Linked DNA regions of Anser cygnoides: region 2 is linked to region 1. A link is a contact called in public Hi-C data. All regions are on one chromosome and are shown on one strand. The core of a region is the stretch at or near the end of the contact, and the rest is flanking DNA. Distances in the headings are between cores, read along the strand shown. Region 1 holds the start of ALDH2 (aldehyde dehydrogenase 2 family member). Region 2 holds the start of CAMKK2 (calcium/calmodulin dependent protein kinase kinase 2).

What was found. A called contact is a pair of places that touch in the nucleus more often than the background predicts.
Region 2: a contact with region 1 is called in a Hi-C map of liver, with 1.7 times the contacts expected there. The contact joins the promoter of CAMKK2 here to the promoter of ALDH2 in region 1. A contact is called at or near these places in 2 of 7 Hi-C or Micro-C datasets (both in liver).

Annotation. Positions count from the first base shown.
Region 1 is chr17:2,299,813-2,302,371 of Taihu_goose_T2T_genome, reverse strand. ALDH2 (aldehyde dehydrogenase 2 family member) reads left to right here and starts at 1,289. Exons shown (of 13, transcript XM_048073999.2): 1 at 1,289-1,466; 2 at 2,299-2,403. The coding sequence starts at 1,332. ACAD10 (acyl-CoA dehydrogenase family member 10) reads left to right here. Exons shown (of 14, transcript XM_066979354.1): 14 at 1-460.
Region 2 is chr17:3,142,007-3,144,565 of Taihu_goose_T2T_genome, reverse strand. CAMKK2 (calcium/calmodulin dependent protein kinase kinase 2) reads right to left here and starts at 1,290. Exons shown (of 18, transcript XR_010825537.1): 1 at 1,079-1,290. All of the region lies in intron 1 of RNF34 (ring finger protein 34), which reads left to right. ANAPC5 (anaphase promoting complex subunit 5) reads right to left here. Exons shown (of 17, transcript XM_048073818.2): 17 at 2,532-2,559.

The DNA of each region.
Region 1 (2,559 bases), core at 40-2,539:
TGTTTGCTGTCATCTGGATCAATAGCTGTGGGGCAAATTCCATCCCTGGGTCATGAGGCTGCAGGCACGAGCCTTGCAGCGGGGAGAGCCGGGCCGGGTTTGGGAATGAAGGAGATGGAGCAGAGCCTCTCGCCTTCAGCACATCCCCAGCACCCCGTGGGTGCTGGGACTCCCGTGGTGGGGGAACTGGGTCAGGTCCTGGAGGACTCTGGCTTCTGGGGAGTCCCTGGAGCTGAGGCCCCTGGAACTGGGAGGAACTGGGAGGAACTGGGAGGACTCCACGGCCCCGGGGCTGCAGTGGGTCTCTCTGGGTTTCCCTGGGGCGATGCAGATCAGCGGGGGGCTTCCAGTGCCCCACACGGAGCAGCAGCAGGGAGGACTGGGGGCTTGTGATCGTGGTGATTCCTGGGCTCTTCACGTGTTCTCTGGTATTAATTCAATATTGAAGTGCTGGGCGTAATTCTTGGCATTCACCGGCTTAACAAGGTCGTCTCTTCGGTATCCTCCGCCCGTTTTGCTCCCACTGGAAACTCCGCTGGGGATGGTGGGATGCGGCGGGGTCCTTGCAGTGATGTGGGTGGCGACGCCTGGCGCTGGCTCCTCCGGCACAGGAGCGCTCTCGCAGCCCAGGCCCGCAAAACCTCGTTATCTCAGCGCCCCTGCTGCCAGGGGAACGAGGGGTGCTGCGGGAGGGCCCCGGGACGGCCGTGCTGGCTGCTCAGCGCCGGGACCGTGGGGCTGCCGGGGAGCCCTGTAACCTGAGCTGCGCCTTCTGGAGCCGCAGGATGAAACCCGACCTCCCGCAGGCGTTCGGCCCCGAAGGAGGGGGGACTCCGGGAGCCTGCAGCCGCCTTGGCGCCTCCGGCCGCCTCGTCCCGCTGGCAAGCGGGATCCCGGGCTGAGCCTCGGAGGCTGGGGCTCCCCGGGGGGCGTCCCCTCGGTGCCCGCGGGGCGAACGCCACGAACGGGGCCGGGTCGGAGGCGCTGAGCCCCCGGGGGGAACGGGCTCGGGGCCGGCACAACCTCGGGGCAGCAGCGGCGCTGCCAGCCTCGGGCTGCCCGTGCGGGCACGCGGGTGGGCGGGGCGAAGCGAGGCGGGGGGCGTGGTTATGAATGGAGGGGGGCGTGGCGATGAGCGGCGGGGGCGTGGTCACGAGCGGCGGGGGCGTGGTTATGAATGGAAGGGAGCGCGGTGATGAATGGCGGGGGCGTGGCGCTAAGCCGCGCGGGGGGCGTGGCCACGCGGAAAGGGGGCGTGGCCACGCGAAAAGGGGCGTGGCGCGGCGGGGGGGGCGTGGCGCGGGTGGCGGCGCCGTGCTGTCGGTGCGGCGATGCTGCGGCTGGCGCTGCGCTCCCCCCGGCTCTGCCGGGGCCCGGCCCGCCCCGGGGCTCCGCTCTCGGCCGCCGCCGCCGCCGCCTCGCCCATCCCCGCTCCCAACCCGCGCCCCGACATCGCCTACAAGAAGGTAGGGCCGGCCCCGGGGGGGGGCGGCGGCAAGGGCTGCGCGGGGCGAGATGGCCGGGGGGATAAGCGGGGGGGCTGTCCCGACGCGGCTCGGGGTGTCACGGTATGGGTGGGGGGTGTCCCGACGCGGGAGGCTGTCACGACGCAGGCGGGTGTCCCGGTATGGCTGGGTGGGTGTCCCGACACGGCTGGGGGCTGTCCCGACGTAGGCGGGTGTCCCGACATGGCTGGGCCGGCGTCCCGACGCGGGTGGGTGGGTGTGTGTCCCGATATGGGTGGGTGATCCGACACGGGCGGCTGTCGCGACGCGGGCCGGGCGCTCCTTCCCCGCGGCCGTGGCCTGGAGCTCGGCGAGAGCGGGACCCGCCCCGGGCCGGCCCCGCTGCCCCGGCCCCGCTGCCCCGGCCCCGCTGCCCCGGCCCCGCTGCCCCGGCCCCGCTGCCCCGGCCCCGGCCGTGCCCGCAGGTCCCCGCAGGCCGCCGGGCTGCCCGACACCCGCTGCCGGGGCGATGCAGCCCCAGCCCCGCGGGTGAAACGGGGCGCGGCGCCGGCGCCCGGGGCGTTTTCCCCCCTCTCCCGAGGCTCCCCGGGGCTTCGGAAGGACCAGGTGAGAGGGGAGCCGCCGCGGTGCGGCTCCTTTTTGTCGGCTGGCGGCTGCTGGGCTGCCTAGGCCAGAAAATCGCCTTCAGATCCGCGTGGTTTTGGAGCCCCCCGCAAGCTGAGTCCCTGGAATTAAACAGCCTGCTAAGCAGCCAGCAAACAAATACAGCTCGTAGCGATTCCTCCTAGGTCTGGCTCCGAGGCGTGACACTGCTTCGCTTTCTTCCTTGCAGATTTTCATAAACAACGAGTGGCACGATGCGGTCAGTAAAAAAACCTTCCCAACTATCAACCCAGCGACAGGAGAAGTTATCTGCCAGGTTGCCGAGGGCGATAAGGTAAATATTCCCTCTGAGATCTGTTTGTTTGCAGCACGCAGGGATTGCGGAGCGGCTGACCTGCACCAATGCTGCGTCCAGTGCTGCTGCTGTCCTGCCCGAGCACTGCTCTCACAAAACCCCCCGGCTTTGCCTCTTCCCAGCGGCAAGCTGGGA
Region 2 (2,559 bases), core at 41-2,540, 840 kb before region 1:
CTTTTAATGGAAAAAATCTCTCAGCGGCTTCTTCAGAAGTCGGAGGACACCCAAAATAACGAGGTACTGGAAAGAGGCACCCAGCCCCCAGCCGAGGCCGGGTGTCCCCAGGCTTCTCATCGCCCCGGCCCGGCCCGGGATGGGACGAGCTGGGGAGGAAACCACCAAGGCTGGCCGGGAGCACCGTGGGGGCAGAAAACCCAGCGGCAGGTTCCAACTGGAAGAAAAGAGCATCTTTAACGAGTTTTTTTTTTTTAACAGCGATGATACCGCCTAACGTTGCTTCAATGGGACACGATGAGCATCCCAAAATGAGAGTGCAAGTGTCAGACCTGGCGTCAGGATGGGCTCAGAGCCCCTCGCCCTATGGCCCCGCACGCTGCCAACACCAATTAAAGACATTGGGGCCGAGCTGGACACAAAACCTCCCCCCAGAATTACGTCCCCGGCCTCGTAAAGGCCGCCTGCCCCTGGTCCATCCGATGCCAGCGCTCCCTGGAGCAGGCTCCGTCCTTCTGCCCCGACCCAAGCCCTGCGCCCACCCCAAGGGATCGTGATGGGGGGCCAGGAGGGGCTGGGACCCCCAGCCCTGGGGGGCGCGGAGCCGCAGGGCTCCCCTGGGGGTGGCAGCGCCCACGCTGCGAGCGGGACGGGAACTTGGTCCCAAAGGTGAAGCAAGCCTCGCCGCTCTCTGCATGAACCCTACAGGCTCAAGGGAAGCCCAGGGTAACGCCAAACGCCCCCGGACCCCCCCGCAGTGGCCTCCCCTCTGCCCCCAGCCTCCAACCCCAGCTCCGACACCACCCCCCCCCCCCCCCAGGATGCCGCCGGCTGCCACCGAGACCCCCGCACGCCCCGGGGCCCCGCAGCCCGGGATGGGGCAGTGCCAACATCGCTCCTACCCCCCACCCCCCCCAAAAAAAAAACAAAATAAATAATAATAATAAAATAAAATAAATAAAATAACGGCGGAGCCGCGCGCAGGCCGGATCTGCTACCGGGGCGTCCCCACCGGGCTCGGCTTTGTCTCGGCTTCAGCCGCAACCCCCCCGCCCCCGCCCCGCCCGCAGGCACCGACCTGACCGGGCCGTACCGAGCCGAGCCGGGCCGGGCCGGGCCGTACCGGGCCGGGCCGCGGGGAAGGGCGCGGCCCCCGGGGGCCGGAGCGGGGCCGCCCGGCGCCGCCTTTGCTTTCGGTTCCGTTCCGGCGGCGAGAGAAGGCGGGAGGGAGGCAGGGAGGCAGCCGGGCACGGAGGCTGGGATGGAGGCTGGAGGCTGGCGGGGAGGCGGGGGGGAGGCCCCGCTCCGCCCCGGGGAAGGGGAGGTTTCCCCCTCCCGCCCCCCCCCCCCTCGGGCAGCCGCAGCCTGCCCGCCCCCCACCGCCGGCAGCCGGGCCCTGGGGGCACGGAGGGGGGGGGATAGATATTTTTATTTTATTTTATATTTGGGGGGGGTCCCCAGCTCGGCCTCCCCTGTCCCCCATGTGGAGGTTGCAGGCGGGGCTCGGCCCGAGGGGCCCCAGCATCCCTCGGGGAGCCCGGGACACTTTTCACATTAATAAATACGGCTAGATTAATAATAATAATTATTATTATTATTATCCTCCTGCCTCACCTGGCAGGGCTCCAGCAGAGGCAGCTTTGGTCCCAAAGTTGCTTTCTCATCGCTACCAGCCCCACGGCTTAGGGGAGCGCTTCCTGGCACGGTACCTGTCCTCCTCGGAGGTTCTGTACTCTGATGAGGTTCAGCTTTTGTACGGCAGTGGGGGGAAAGGATTGAGCGGGAGAACAGACCAGCAGCCCTGTGCTCAGGGTTCACCCAGCACGCGTGTTTGCACTCACACCGGCGCAACCCCACCTGCCCGTGAAATCCCACGTGGCACCCGAATTGTTTTTTCCCCAAACAAGGATCTAAGTGCTTACAGTCAATGGCAACGCATCAGATACTGGGTTAGTTGCGGTCCTCGTTCATCCACAGATAAAACCGGCGCACGTAAGTTACAGCCAGCACCTAAGGAGGAACACACACGGTAAACGTAGTTCAGCTGAGCTAAGGCTCTTGTTTGCACGTTTTACTTTTCTGAGCCACTCTTTGCACAAGGACGCGCCTAACGCAACAGTGCCGGGACTTTGTACCATTAAACCCTTCCAACTGAACCCTGTTTTCCCCTTCTGCCAGCACCATCCATGTCCCCAGACTAACACAGCCTGTAGACAGGTTAAACACAAGGAAAGAGAAGCATTTTACATGAGACTCCCCATTCTGTACCACTTAAACTGAGCACAAAGAAGCCTCACCTACGTTTTTCACTAGTTTTGTACCCCAGTGTTCATAAAAACAGCACTGATTCTGAAAACGGCACTGAGATATTTCATCATGACAGCGGTGCTCCCCTCAGCACGTTTGTAACGCAGTCAAGAGTTTTTTCTTTCTTCCCCTCATTCAATTCTTAATTTCAAGTACAGAATAAAAGCAAAATGGGTGGAAACCCTTGCCTCCCCCTAAGTCACTGCAAACAAAATACAAGCATGTTCCATAGAAGACCATGATTTATTGGCA